3 separate regions of the Zea mays genome follow, and all the other regions are linked to region 1. A link is a contact called in public Hi-C data. All regions are on one chromosome and are shown on one strand. Each heading gives the region's core, a stretch centred on a gene start, on an enhancer-like site or on the middle of the called end of the contact. The rest is flanking DNA. Distances are from core to core; before and after follow the strand shown.

Region 1 (4,292 bases), core at 165-2,664:
CTGTCATGCATGATGTGCTCGTATTGTCGGCCCATGTGTTATTTGTATGGGAGTGATGTTCTCATCATATGCATCCTCTTTACAATGCAATGTTCTTTACTCAAATTTTAAATATGAAATGAATTTAAACGCATTTGTGTTGATTGTCGCGTCTTTATTTATTGGGGGCTCCGCCAACTTATGTATTATCTTTTTATTTAATATATTCTTAACTCGAGAAATCTCATTATTCCTATAGTTACGTGATCATTAATATTAAAAATCTATAATTAGAGTTTGATTACACCTAGAGCATCTCCAACAAAATGTATCAAAATAGTATGCAAAAATCAAAATACTACATCATTTAAAATGTTTAGATCACTAAAAACAAATTGTGCTGCAACAGTTAAACCCTAAATAATGTATTTTATGAAATAAATTGGATTACTAGAAGAGAAAAGATTGAGGATGATTTATAAAACAAGAATATGACACTGATTCAGAGTGTTGTATATTTGGGCGTCCGCCCTATTTCTTTTGATAAAAAATCATTAAATTAGGCACCGTTGGAGATATTTGATGAGTTGAGTATTAACATAGTTCCAACCAACAAGGGCATGTGGAAAAATAGATGGAGTGCATCCCTTTTGTTCGGGTTGTGGAAATTAATTGATCTATTATTAGTAATGCAAGTAACTATAGAAACATCAAACATTTGGGCTCGACCAAAGTAAAGATCCTTCATGTATCCATGTTCATATATCTTTGACCCTTTTTCGGCACAGAAACAGGCACTGCATTCGTGCCACCGCAAATGTTTTATGGAGTAGATCATTCACCAACATGTATCCACCGTATCTATCTATGGCTTGCACGGCCCACGGGCCCAGGTGTCGGTGGTGTTTGGCCTGAGCCATCGTTGAAGAGCTATTCGTGCAGCGGGGACACAGTTGCTGGCTGACAGTTGACCTTGCAACCGCGCGCGGACGGCTTACCGTACACGAATCTCCAACAGGCCCGCGACCCGGCCGTCCACGTGGGATACTGGGATGAGACTCTCGCTTTCAATTCCGTTACCTCACTGCAAGGTGGTCCCGAGATGGTAGGTGTCTGTCACCTCAACACCTGTCGGTGTCAAATGGCTACCACGATGATCGCAATCGCTTATCTATTTCCATCCTGCAACTAATCTCATACCGATCCGGAAATTATCGCATATATCCAAACATGCTCTTGTCCCGGAAGCCATATTACGAGACAAACCCCCCCAGATCCGTCCACGTCCACCTCACGCTCCGATCCAGCCCGCCCTTGCCCCTTGACGCGAAGCAGATCGTGGCCGTCCGAAACCGAGGGTGGACCCGTGATTTCTGGAAAGACGAGGGGTGGTTGGCCACCGGTTAAAACGCCGGTGCCAGTGGCTGCCTCCCGTCTCCCTCTTCTCCTACGCGCACGGGGAGGGAAGAATTGGTTCGTTGGCGTTGGCCTTGGCCTCGGATCCAGAGCGCGGAACGCGTGCGGCGTTCGGATCGACCCGCTCGAAGGCCGGGGGGCGCGAGGTAGGGGCCAGGATCGGCGGCGATGGTGAAGGCCGTGGTGGTGGGCGCGGCGGTCGTGGCGTGTGCGGCGGTCGGGGTGGCGGTGGTGCTGGAGCGCCGCCGGCGTAAGCGAGACGCCGACCTCCTGGGGTCCGCGGAGGCGGAGAGGAGGAGGCGCGCGGCCGCCGTGATCGAGGAGGTCGAGAGCAGCCTCGCCACGCCCACGGCGCTGCTGCGGAGCATCGCGGACGCCATGGTCGCCGAGATGGAGCGCGGCCTGCGCGGGGACATCCACGCGCAGCTCAAGATGCTCATTAGCTACGTCGACAGCCTCCCCACCGGGTAAACGGCTCCCCGCTCCCTGTCTGATCTTGCATCCCCTTTTCCTTTCTTTTTCTTTTTCCCTTCCAGTTCCAGTTCCAGGGTGTGATTGACTGATTGTGATCTGGGCCGCGTGAGCTTTGTGATCCGAGACATGCCGGCTTCTCGTGGGAAAGAAAAAAAAGGCACATACGGACGTGATCTGGACTCAAAAGCGTGTCCTTGATCGCGTAAGCTTGGCGAAACCTTTTTATTGGCAAATCAGGTAGAGATCTGATTGTGATTTTTACGGTATGGCTGCGCTTGTCCTTGTCATGATTAAGCGATTCTCTCCCATGGCCATGGGCCAAACTGTGGATTGTTACGTCCCGATATTTGTAGGACTATATGAATCAGTGAGCATAGGCAGCTCCGGAGTCTAGGCACCCTCCAATCCAAGTAGGCTCTACTATAGATATTAGATTTGGTAGCACTCTATCTATATTGCTTCTGTTCAAATGTCAATGTGTTGTTCCGGGACTTATGGTTTGTTTTAGCAGTTTGTACATTTATTATATCTACTAATTGAGCTTATCTGGTGCAATAAATTGGTAAAATCACTATGGTCTCAAGAAGCATTGCAGTTAAAAATTGTCAGTCAACTCCAGAAAAATAGGTGCTATTAAATATAAGAGCATCACCAAGAGACTTTTTAATTTCATTCTCTAAATCCTCATTCGGAGAGCCATTTGAATAAAAGCCGCTCTCTATATCCTTTCATCTTCTAACAGTTTCTCTATATTTTGTACCCACTTTGGAGAGCCATCCTTGCTCTCCATCTTTGGCCAGTGAGTAACCAGGAATAGATGATGACAATATTTAGATATCTAATTGAAGACCTGTTGGGTTTTTTTCCCAACCAAAATCTCTATTCCTACCATTACGGAAGGATATAAAGAGGCTCTTGGAGTTGCTCTAGTGGTTCTATCACCACCAGTTTGTTAAGGCAATCCACTCTTCAGCGTGGAATGTTAACTCTAACACTTGTGCTGCACTTCATTTATCCACATATGGGTTTTGCTTCTGCAGAGATGAACATGGGCTGTTTTATGCACTGGATCTTGGAGGGACCAACTTCCGTGTGCTGCGAGTCCAGCTAGGAGGAAAGGAGAAACGTGTTGTCAAACAACAGTATGAGGAGGTTTCCATTCCACCACATTTGATGGTCGGGACTTCCATGGTGAGTACTTGCTGTTCTAATTTTAGTTTCTTGAAGTTGTGCGTTTTCAACACTGTTTGTCTTATGTATCTTGAATTATTGATACAGGAACTATTTGATTTCATTGCTGCTGCATTGGCTAAATTTGTCGGTACTGAAGGTGAAGATTTCCAACTCCCAGAGGGTAGGCAGAGAGAACTTGGTTTCACTTTTTCCTTCCCGGTGAACCAAACATCAATATCATCAGGAACACTCATCAAGTGGACAAAGGGCTTTTCCATCAATGGCACGGTAAAAAATTGAAACAATTTTACCTAATTCGATCTATTGAATACCTTCCTATAGTTCAGTAAGGCCTTATTTGGTTATTCGTATCCCATGTGGATAGGATGGGACTGAAAAAAATTATGAAAGATTTTGACTTGTTTGGGATTTAAACTCACTCAATTCCACCCAATCCACATGTGTTGAGAGTAAAACAAACAAGCCCTAAGGTGGGATCAATGTGTAATTTCTTATTGCCTAAAAAAGTGGAATTTTTTAATTACCCTAAAAGTGGAGTTTCTTAATAGTACATGAATTTATCTTCGATATTTCCTTCATAAACCCAATTTGAGGGGTACCTATGTACCATTAAGTAGCACCAGGTTGTACCAGCTGATGTCCTGACCACATTTCCTTTTGCAAAGAAATGATATGTAGTTTCTCCTAGATTTTTTCTAGTATAGAGTTTAGTTTAGTATAGAGTAGTGACTCTGATATTTTGTAGTAGCTATGTGCCTATGTCAATTTGAACTTTAATTGATGTGCTTTTGTAAATGTGATTTCATTCTAATTTTCTTACCTTTAAACAAACTTACCAAATTGTCTCTGTTCATTTTCCACCTCATGGATTAATGATCAAACAGAATTGTTTGTCTGGAAGTAGATTAAGTTTAGACTGGAAGGACATTTATGAGACTCTAAGAGCATCTCCAACAATGCCTCAAACTAGTGCCTCAAATTGAAATATAGGGCTCTAAACAGGAAAAACTACTCCAACAGTGCTTCATTTTGTAAAATTTTGTCAAAAACATATAGGCACCCTCTCAAGTGCTTCAAATATACTACATCCTAGTGTGCTGCCCTATAATCTATAATTAGGGTTTTACTGTTGGAGCAGAATATTTTATTGGTGCCGTAAACCATATAAAATATACTCGTTTTTAAATTATAGGGCATTTTTATAGGACACGTTGTTGGAGATGCTCTAA
Region 2 (4,578 bases), core at 480-2,979, 150 kb after region 1:
GAGGCGTCTTGGGCGGCCTACCGATCCCAAGACAAAGTCTAGGATCTCTTCTCTCCGCCAGGGTCCCTCCCGGGAGCGAGATTAAGGCGCTGCCGGCAAACTCCGCTGCCCCTGCGCATGCGTGGACCGTCCGCCTCGTAAGGCATGAACACTAGCCTCAGTGCCAGGTCGCGAATCGTCCGGCCCCTGGCCACGGACCGTCCGCGCCTCCGCAGAGAGCACCGCTACCGGTTATCATCGCAGTGATTGGTGCTTGGATCGGTGCCAACAACTTGTTCGGGATTGAAACTCATTCAATCCCACCCAATACATATGGATTGAGAGTAAGACGAACAAGCCATAAGAAGTTTGACTTGCTTGGTATTTAAACACACTCATATCTTGTTCGGTTTAAAGTGGATTGAGGAGGATTAAATCCCCTCATATACAAATTTGTATAAAAATAGATTAAATCTCTTCAATCCTGCTCAATCTATTCTAACCGAACAAGGCCTCAATCCCACTTAATTTATATGAATTGAGAGCGAACCGATCAATCCTGACTTGGGGAGCACCTTTTCTTGAAACGGAAAAACATATGTATCTAGTCTCGCCGCAAGTTAGCAAATCAGACGCCACGTAGTACACATAAGCACACATCCCTGAGAGCGAAACCTCTCCTGTGTTTCAACCCAAGCGCAATGCACATAATCGAATCGAACCTGGAGTATAACATTAGTTTTGATGTAAGTTCTGAATATGATTCTGAACATAATGACACCGTAGAAAAAAAACCCTCAGATTCAAGCAAAAAAAAAAAAAAAAACAGAAGGAGGTGAGTTTCAAGCTGATGCGGCAATCTACCATCTGGAAGTAGCACATGACCCCGGTTAATTAATGAATGTATCTTTAGTCTAAAACAAATTATATTATATTTTTGGATGGAGAAGTATTTAGAAGTATTTGATTTCACGCTTTTTATACCAATGAAGTTTATCTTAATAATTCCTTATAAGCTATCCATTTACTCCAGCCATAAGCCAGCTAGTTCCTATAGGCTGTTTTGGTTCGATTGTCCCGAAACGCTTGGTCGTAAAGATTTTCGGTTGTAACCCAGACCAGTACACAAGACACTACGGATACAAAAGTTTTTTATCGTTAGAAATTTCAAATTATTTTATATACGATATAATCTAAACAAAACCAGAGTTCACGCTTTCGGACCGGTCGAGTCCGAGCGTTCGGACCCGGAGATTGGCGGCCACCGGCCAGCACCCCCACCCGGTGCGATTGCGAACCAAACCTGGCCTCGTGCGCGCGGGACCCGGAGTGAGATGAGGATAAGATCGGAGAACAGATTCCGGAGCGAAAGCCATGCGTGGCAGCGCCGCAGTGGCCAGCCCGAGCCAACACGCCTTTATTAACGCAGATTTACACCCCACGTGTCGGCGTGGGTCGCAGGACCCGATGTGCCATGGACGCGACGGCACTCGGCACAGTGCCACAGGCGGGGAGATGCGAGGGCACGACCACGAACCGCTGCAAAAACAAATGGTTTCCGCACCGAATTTCGCACGTTACTCGCTCGCGACGCGAGATGGACAGATGGTTTTTGCGTTGGTCAATCCGTCAATGGACCGACGGAGAGAAAGCGGGCGGGGAGGGCAGGCGCGGGGCGCGTTATCTCGCCGCGGCGTGGCGCCGGGAGTTATATAAAAGCGCGCACCGCGGAGGCCGACGCGCAGAGGGAGCCCAAGGAAGCGAAGCGGAAGAGACCGAGAGGGAGAAGCGTTTCTCCTGGGTTGTTCGGGTGAGCCGCTAGCGAGAGCGAGACGGAGCGAGGCTTTGCCGCTGCAGAGCAGAGCGACATGAGCTACCGGCTTGGAGGCGCGGCGGACCGCGAGGAGGGGGACGAGGAGCTGTTCGAGACGGCGCCGTCCGTCTCCGGCGGCGAGGGCTCGTGCGACCAGGAGCGCCGCGCGTTCGTGCCGCCGCTGCGGAGGATGAACTCGGACAGCATCTACGACATGGCGTCCATGGTGTCGCAGCAGCTCCCAGCCAAGTAAGTGCGCGCGCGCCTGCACCCATGGTCTGTCTTCTCACGCCTCACGGTATTTTTGCTCATGAATCGGGGACCTGGCTGGCTGGCTTGCAGGAAAGGGCTATCGCGGTACTACGAGGGCAAGTCGCAGTCGTTCGCGTGCATGTCGGAGGTGCGCTGCCTGGAGGACCTGCGCAAGAAGGGCAGCCCCTACAAGCACAGGACCAACAAGAGCTACGGCGCGCTGGGACTGGGACTGGGAGGGATGATGTGGCCAAGAAGCCCGCCTCCAGCTCCTGCGCCGACCTCGGCCTCGCCGCCGCCAACGGGTTCAGGACGGCCCACGGCCCCAATTCAGAACGGGTACCACCAGTGAGGCTGTAGCCTGTAGGCAGACGACGAGAGCACTGCAACTGTTTTTTCGTTCTCTCTTTTTTTTTTTTACTTCTCTACTCTTGTTCTGCGGGATTTCCTTCACGGGCTTGACTTGACTTGACTGTGAGAATTTTACGAGGTGGTGTGAACTGTTGCTTGCTCTGCTATCGGAGTACCTGTAGAGCACTAGAGGGACTCACTCACAACATAATTGACCGTTCTGCACTGTTGCTGCTCGGCAAAACAAACTGCTGTTTGGGTAAATACGAAGCACTGCAGTCCTGGCAGAAAATAATGATCGACTGTTTCCTTCCTTTGGAGTGACCATTAACCGAATCCTCTCCCGCACCTACCACATAAGCTCTCAACTCAACTTTGATTCAGTGTACAGACCATAGAAGGCTATATAGCTCAGTTTTTTTAGAATTCACACAAGTTTATTTCAGCGCTCGCTCAGAAATCGTATAACATAATGAAATAGTGTGTGGAAAGAGCTCCAGAGAGATCGATGGTCTTTAGTAGGGGTATTTATAGAGATTGATGATCAAATTTGTGATTTTTTTTTTCATTTTTTGAATTTTTCGGACTCCAAAAATAACTAGTTGCAACGGCTGGACCAATTAAAAACCTCCACGTCGCTCTCATCCGTCACTCTTGCTCTCCCTCTCGCCAGGCGACAGTGGGCCCCCTGCGCGAGAGACAGCACGTCCAAGGAAAACATTGAGATCTCTCGCAATCTCTACACCAATACTCAGGTCAGATCTCCGATAGCCAAATCTCTCACGCCACCCACAGGCCAGACCATACAGTTCTGTCCCGAGAGAATAATTCTGCAGGATGTGCAAACAGCAAACTCATGCCACTAAATTAAACTCTGCCGATGTAAGAGCGAAATACAGACGCGAAAGCCACCATAGCAAAATCATCTACCAGGTTCGAACAATGGCCAGGACCAGGAGATGGTTCGCAGGAGAGTTTCCTCATGATGGGCTTGTGGCGAACCAACTAGCGCTTGGACAACGTAAAACAAACAAAATGCATCGCTACACCTAGGCGCAGCCAGCGGGGCTTTGTTGGTCTGGACAGCATATTTAGATGGCAAAGTAAAACAAACTCAATGGTAGCAGAGCATGGCCTCGAAAGGATGCTTCACTGGATTCTTCGTCAGATGATGTTGAGCTCTGAATTCTTGCATTGCTTGACAGTTCACTGGATTCGTCATAAGACAATGCTGAGCTGAGCAGGTTGGGTTCGAGCTCTGCTCTGCATGGAAAGGCATCTCGCGTTGAGCTTGCCGAACATTTTTAACAGCCCGCAGCGAAGAAGTGCCATATTTCAGCAACTGGATCACTGAATTGGAGACCAAGTAGTGTCCGAGTAATAGAAGTGCCATATTTCAGCAGCTGGACTCCTGAGTCGGAGCGCGCGGTGCACAGGACACGCTGGACCGGACGACCGTCGTCACTGCAGAGCTCTCTGGCGAACTCCCCTCCGTGGCGACAGCTACAGGCCACGGGAGCTGTGCAGTGACGGCGTAGTGAGGACGGCGTGTGAACGACGGACGGTAATGGTGACGGGCTGTGTGTCGATCAAAGCTCAAGGGACGAGATAGATGGTGGGAGCATGTCAAACGGGCGAATTTGCCGGTGTCTCCGTTTCTACTGTGTCAAAATTCTCAGCATGATGTCTATTCTAGCGAAGCCCATCGTGCAGTGTTGTATACTAATTGCAAACATATCCTTTCTTATCCGGCCGTCTTGGTTCTAGCCACTCCCCACTCCTCACGGCTCACGAGGGTACGGCACCTCGCCGTGGCCCGCGGCTGTTTCCGAGGCAAGCGGACTCACCGGCGTCCTGCGCACGCGAGGCGAGCAGCGGCTCCGTCGACCTGCGAGCCAATCCGTCTTTATTTCTCCACCCCAATATCCAAACATAAGATAAAAATCTATCCAACACTCATTTCCCACGCCACTCCCCCACTCCCTCTCCACCCTGCTTCCGTTTTCGGCCGGCGATGGCGACGACCGCCGCCGCATCCACGTCGCTCCGGCCGCTGTCACCGTCCCCACCTCGCATCGCGGTTACACTCTTCACCCTGTTCATCTCAATCTATTTTCCTCAATAACGGACTCATAGCGTCATCTAATCATCCGCGTTTATGCTAATCAGAGTTTGCCCCGTCG
Region 3 (4,827 bases), core at 1,173-3,672, 170 kb after region 1:
CCTGTACCTGCACTCCCCTTTTCCACGGTTTCTCTCTCCTCTCCGCAGCTGACTGCATGTGCTCGCGGCTGCTCGCGGGCCCCAGCTGTCATAGACTGCATGCGGAGTGCAAAATACGGAGTCTGCTGGAAACGGGGACGGATACGGAGAGGAGAGAGAAACTGTTGGCCGTGCTAAATACGGATACGGAGAGGGAGTCTGCTGGAGTTGGTTAAGTTGGTCTAACCAGGCAACCTTTTCTTCCTGCCCGAGCAGGCGAGCACCAAGCCACCAACCACCAGATACTGCCGAGCCGCGCGCGTCGAGACGGGGAGAAAGCGAGAGCGAAAGCGAGACACCACTCCGCCCCGCCTTGCAGCGAGATCAATAAAAACCGCAGCTTCGGAGCCCAACTTGGCCCCCGTCCTTTTCCTCTGCCCGTGCGGAGCTGGTGCGACGAGACGAGAGCCCGAACCCGTGGTCGCGTGGCGTGCGGCCGAGGAGGGAAACCCAGCGAAAAAGCCCGGGCGAGCGAAACTTGGGCAGCCACGCACGGCGCACAAACGTCCTGGGCTCCGGCCTCCGGGCGGAGCAAAGTTGGAGTGCTAAAGCTAGTTGTTTTGCTGCAATCCGACGGGCGCTTCGCTTTCGTGGCTCCGATTTGTCTTCCGTGCCCGTGGACCGTGGTCCTCGGTGCCGATGCGATGAATCGTGCGGGGAACCGAAGATTATTATGCAGATCCAACGAACAGATAAGGACAATACGGACCAAATGATTTCGTGGATCGCCGTAGTGGACTGGACAGTCAATTGCCACTTGCGAATTGGTTTGTCCGCTTCTTTTAGAGAAGAGAAAAGAAGAGGCTTCGCGCAGCTTCATTTGGCATCGCATCGCCCTATGCTGTGTGCCGCCGCGCCGCTTACTGCGACCTCCCTCGGTCCAGACTCCAGAGTATGTTCTGGACCAGGGGCTAGGGCTTCATCTTTGGAAGGTCGCAACTTCGTCGTCCCCTCTTAACCCCGGGGATGTTTGTCGTACTCATCGTCCGGCCGCCTCACTGACGGCGTCATGGCGGCAATGGCGAATCGTCGTCATCACCGGCCCGGCCATGTTGGTTTCCCATTTGCAGAAACTCTACCGCATTTCCTTCATCCAAGACCAATCCCCCTGCAGTGATCGGATGAATGGAACACACGTACTTCCACGACTGAACACCGATTAATTGCAGATTAGCTGAACACCGATTCCAGAAGGCAGCAGTGTACTGACAGCGAAGGCAACTACACTTTGTATATACACTGGTAGTAATGATCGAACGAACGAGAACCATGTACAGCAGCACGCCACGCTTACAGATTGCAGTATTAATAGTTGCACCAGGTTTGGTTTATATCCACAAGAAGAATGATGCAAATTCATGAAAGAAAATGGTACGATCAATATTGCTTAACGAAGCTGTTCCGTTGACGACGCCGGCAGCAGCGAGCGAAGGAGATCGCAGATCGGCATCCACCACATCTTGGACGCCTACATCACCAGCTCCGACACCCATCCCAAGTCCGGCCCGTCGTCCTCCGTGACCGCAGCCGCAGGCAGGACCGGCGCCGACGACGACGCCTTGGCCTTCCTGAATCCGAGCTCCCGCATCGCGAGCAACAGCTCCTCCACCTCGGCGTCCGCCGGCTCGTCGACCCACCTCCGGCCCTCCACCGGCGACACCGGCGGCGACTCCCAGGGCGGCGCCAGCGTCGACTTGGGCGAGAGCGACAGCGCGAGCGGCGAGCAGCCGTCCTTGGCGGCGCCGGCGCCGGCGCCGGCGCCGGCGCGGAGCTCGGCCGCGGCGTGCGCGAAGAAGCAGACGCGGCGGCGGCAGGCAGCGCCCGCGCGGCAGGGGCGCGTGCGGTAGCGGGACGGGTGGAGCCACAGCTCGAAGGTGCCGTGCGCGAGCGGGCAGGCGGCCCCGCGCGGGCACGCGGCGCCCGCGCCCGGGCGGCGCCGGAAGTCCGGGCACGGCTCCCCCGCGTAGGCCACGCGGCGCGGGTCCCGCCGCCGCGCGGCCTCCCCCGGGTGCGCGTAGGGGCACGCCGTCCAGTCGTGGCTCCGCGCGCGCGCGCACCGCCGCACCTTGAACTCGTGCATCATGAACTCGTCGTCCGCCTCCGTCGCGACGTCGCCGCCCTCGGCGCGGGTGGAGGAGAGGTACTCTCCCAGCGCGGCGAGGAGCTGCGGCGGGATCTCTGCGGCGGACGGGTCGGCCCACGGCGCGCCCAGAGACGCCGGGTCCAGCACCAGGTGCAAATTTTCACGGCTCACCATGCCTGCCGTCGCTCTATCTGCCTCGCCCTCAGTGTTGTTCAACACTCGGTCCAGTCCGGTTAGCCTGGGTGGTGGTGGTGCCGGGGAAAGAGAGGACTGTGGTGAACGTGCCTTGAGGAGATATAACAACCGTAGGGTTGGTGGCGCGGGGTTTTATAGGGGTTGGGCTGGGGCGGTATCGTATCCGGCAACCGGCATGGGCGGTATTGAGGGCTCTGTTGGTTGCCGAGCTATCGGAGGCTGGCGTGGCGTCGTGGGGAGGTGGTTTGGCGCGGGGCGACTACGTGGAGAGGCGTGGAGGCCCGTGCTGCATGTTGCTCGCCACGTCGCGGCCTCTCGGCGAAGGAAATGGGGCGGGCCACCGGGCGCTTTTGCGGCTGGGCCGGTGAGGTTTCGAGCTGCGCTGCTGTACGGCGTGGTCTGCTGCGCAGTACGGGACACCCACACGTACACAGCTGCATCACTACTCTTGTGGATCCAGCAGCCATGCCCCTGAGAAGAGGCAAGGCACCTGGACATATATATTTATCCTGGTACTAAAGAGAGCATATACTTCCGTGCACCTTAAAATAAAATTTGCATCAGCTGACTCGGGAGGGAGCCTACGGAGTACGGACATTTCCGCCCGCGGTAACCGTCCCCCCCCCCCCCCCCCCCCCCCGGCCCCTGCATATGGATGGAGCGTGAAATAGATGACCGTTAGCAGCGCCCCGACTCAAGGCAGACAGCCTCAAGCCCAAGAATATCAGGCCCGGCCTGCTCTCGCACACCGGCCCAACTTTAGAGTTTCGGCCCCAAGTGTGTGCTAGAGTCGAGAGAAATTATCATATTCATGTATGAACTAATGAACATAACATCGTACTTTGTTTATCAGCGAGTGCGAGGCCATCGTTACCTCCTGCAGCTATCAAGTTCCTCGAGTTGCTGATGGTGCCGGCCTAGCTGCTCTACAGTTCTATGTTGTCCAACATTCATTATTGGCAGTCATGCATTCTCTTGAGACCTTCGGGTGCTTCCCCTAGCTCTCTGCCTTCGATATGATCAATCATTGCCTTGGATGCAGGTGTATTGGAAGCGGCCATTCCGACGTCATCATAAAGGCTGTGGAGTTTTTTTCGACCCACTCCTTTTATCCTATCCTGGGCAACATTTAGTTTTCTAGGAGTTAAGCTCTATGATTAATTAATTAATTAATTAATTAACGCACTAAATGACTAGGGCTTCATCAAGTGCTCAATAACACAAGGAGAATGATCTTCTCTTGCTTTCACACACCCTTGTCAAAATCCCTCGAGGAATCACAACGTTGGTCAAAATCCCTCAAGTTCTATCAAGTTTATGTTGGCAATTAAATCTTTGGCTCGATAAATGAAGGTCATTGTAAGGAGTTTGGTGAGTTGATGTCAAAAGAGTTCGAGATGTCGATGATCATCGAGCTTACTTTCTTTCTTTAGCTTTCAAATCAAGTAAATGAAGGTAACTTTATCCGCCAAGACAAATACACCAAATACTTGCTAAAGAGATTCAAAATAGAAAACTATCTGCTCGCCACTCTTGAACCTACTCACTCACAGTCACAACTCACAGGGTGACATCTGCTAAACAATCGACGCCCTTGCTCTGCACTGTGGACGCAGCCCCGTACTCCAGCGCGGCAGCCGCTCCCCCAACCTGGATGACGGTGGAGCAGTTGAGCCTGATCTGGATGTGCTTCTTGACGATCCCCAGCACATTGACCGTGCCGTTGATCGCCGTGTAGGTGTGGAGTTGGTACTCCTGGCCGAACACGAGGCCGGTGCCGTTGACGGCGCGCGCGAGGCGGTCGGCGAGGAGGTCGACCGTGACGTTCATCCGGACGCTCCCGCGCGCGCCGACGCGGCCGGCGGGCGCGTACGCCACGCTCACCGTCCGGCCCTCGTAGTAGACGTCCGTCTCGGTCCGCGAGAACCTGAACGCCGCGGCGTTGGGGTTGTCCACGGAGACGTCGGCGGTGAGCGTGGCGTTGGCGGCCACGGGGGCGGCGGCCCCCGGCCCCGTCCCGGGCCCGGCGCTGATGGCCGTGAGCCAGACGTTGTTGACGGCCAGGCGCGGCTGCTTGACCCTGAACACGGTGAGCGCCAGCGCCAGGATGATGACGCCGACGACCACGATGGCGCTCACGCAGCAGCCGCCGCAGCAGAGCGCGCACCGGCGCTTGCGGAGGTACTGCGTGGACCGCCACCTGGCCCTGGCGGCGGCGTCGCTGGCCGACGGCGCCGGGTAGACTGTTGGGGAAGGCAGCGCGAGGGGCCTCGTTTGGTCGCTCTTGCCCTCCTCCGCGCTCCTCGACGCCCCGGCGGCCGCCATGGAAGAGGGCCGGCGGACAAGAGAGGCAGGCCGCAGGCCACACGCACACGCGGTCTGTACACCAGTAGAACCAACGTCTGCTTCGTCTGGTACACGGACGGTCCTATGAAGAGCTCAGCTCTGGCTCACGCCACTGTTGGGTTGGGGTATTGGTCTTGTTACACGTGGTGTTACGGAATTCGTAG

Evidence for each region. Hi-C and Micro-C count contacts between places; a contact is called where the count stands out from the background.
Region 2: a contact with region 1 is called in a Hi-C map of bundle sheath, with 2.8 times the contacts expected there. The contact joins the promoter of LOC100381528 here to the promoter of LOC542510 in region 1. A contact is called at or near these places in 8 of 25 Hi-C or Micro-C datasets (bundle sheath, ear, endosperm and 3 more) and 1 of 3 datasets of contacts at active chromatin or transcription factors (leaf).
Region 3: a contact with region 1 is called in a Hi-C map of tassel, with 2.6 times the contacts expected there. The contact joins the promoter of LOC100280678 here to the promoter of LOC542510 in region 1. A contact is called at or near these places in 4 of 25 Hi-C or Micro-C datasets (ear, leaf and tassel) and 1 of 3 datasets of contacts at active chromatin or transcription factors (leaf).

What each region holds. Positions count from the first base shown.
Region 1 is chr8:127,820,632-127,824,923 of Zm-B73-REFERENCE-NAM-5.0, forward strand. It overlaps LOC542510 (hexokinase3), which reads left to right and starts at 1,415. Exons shown (of 9, transcript NM_001112059.2): 1 at 1,415-1,862; 2 at 2,910-3,060; 3 at 3,148-3,330. The coding sequence starts at 1,564.
Region 2 is chr8:127,975,115-127,979,692 of Zm-B73-REFERENCE-NAM-5.0, forward strand. It overlaps LOC100381528 (oxidative stress 3), which reads left to right and starts at 1,730. Exons shown (of 2, transcript NM_001174357.1): 1 at 1,730-2,041; 2 at 2,135-2,635. The coding sequence starts at 1,848. The coding sequence ends at 2,396. LOC100194108 reads left to right here and starts at 4,161. Exons shown (of 12, transcript NM_001359397.1): 1 at 4,161-4,475; 2 at 4,565-4,578. The coding sequence starts at 4,410.
Region 3 is chr8:127,993,301-127,998,127 of Zm-B73-REFERENCE-NAM-5.0, forward strand. It overlaps LOC100280678, which reads right to left and starts at 2,423. Exons shown (of 1, transcript NM_001159256.2): 1 at 1,367-2,423. The coding sequence starts at 2,296. The coding sequence ends at 1,508. LOC100281266 reads right to left here and starts at 4,726. Exons shown (of 1, transcript NM_001154185.2): 1 at 3,838-4,726. The coding sequence starts at 4,642. The coding sequence ends at 3,878.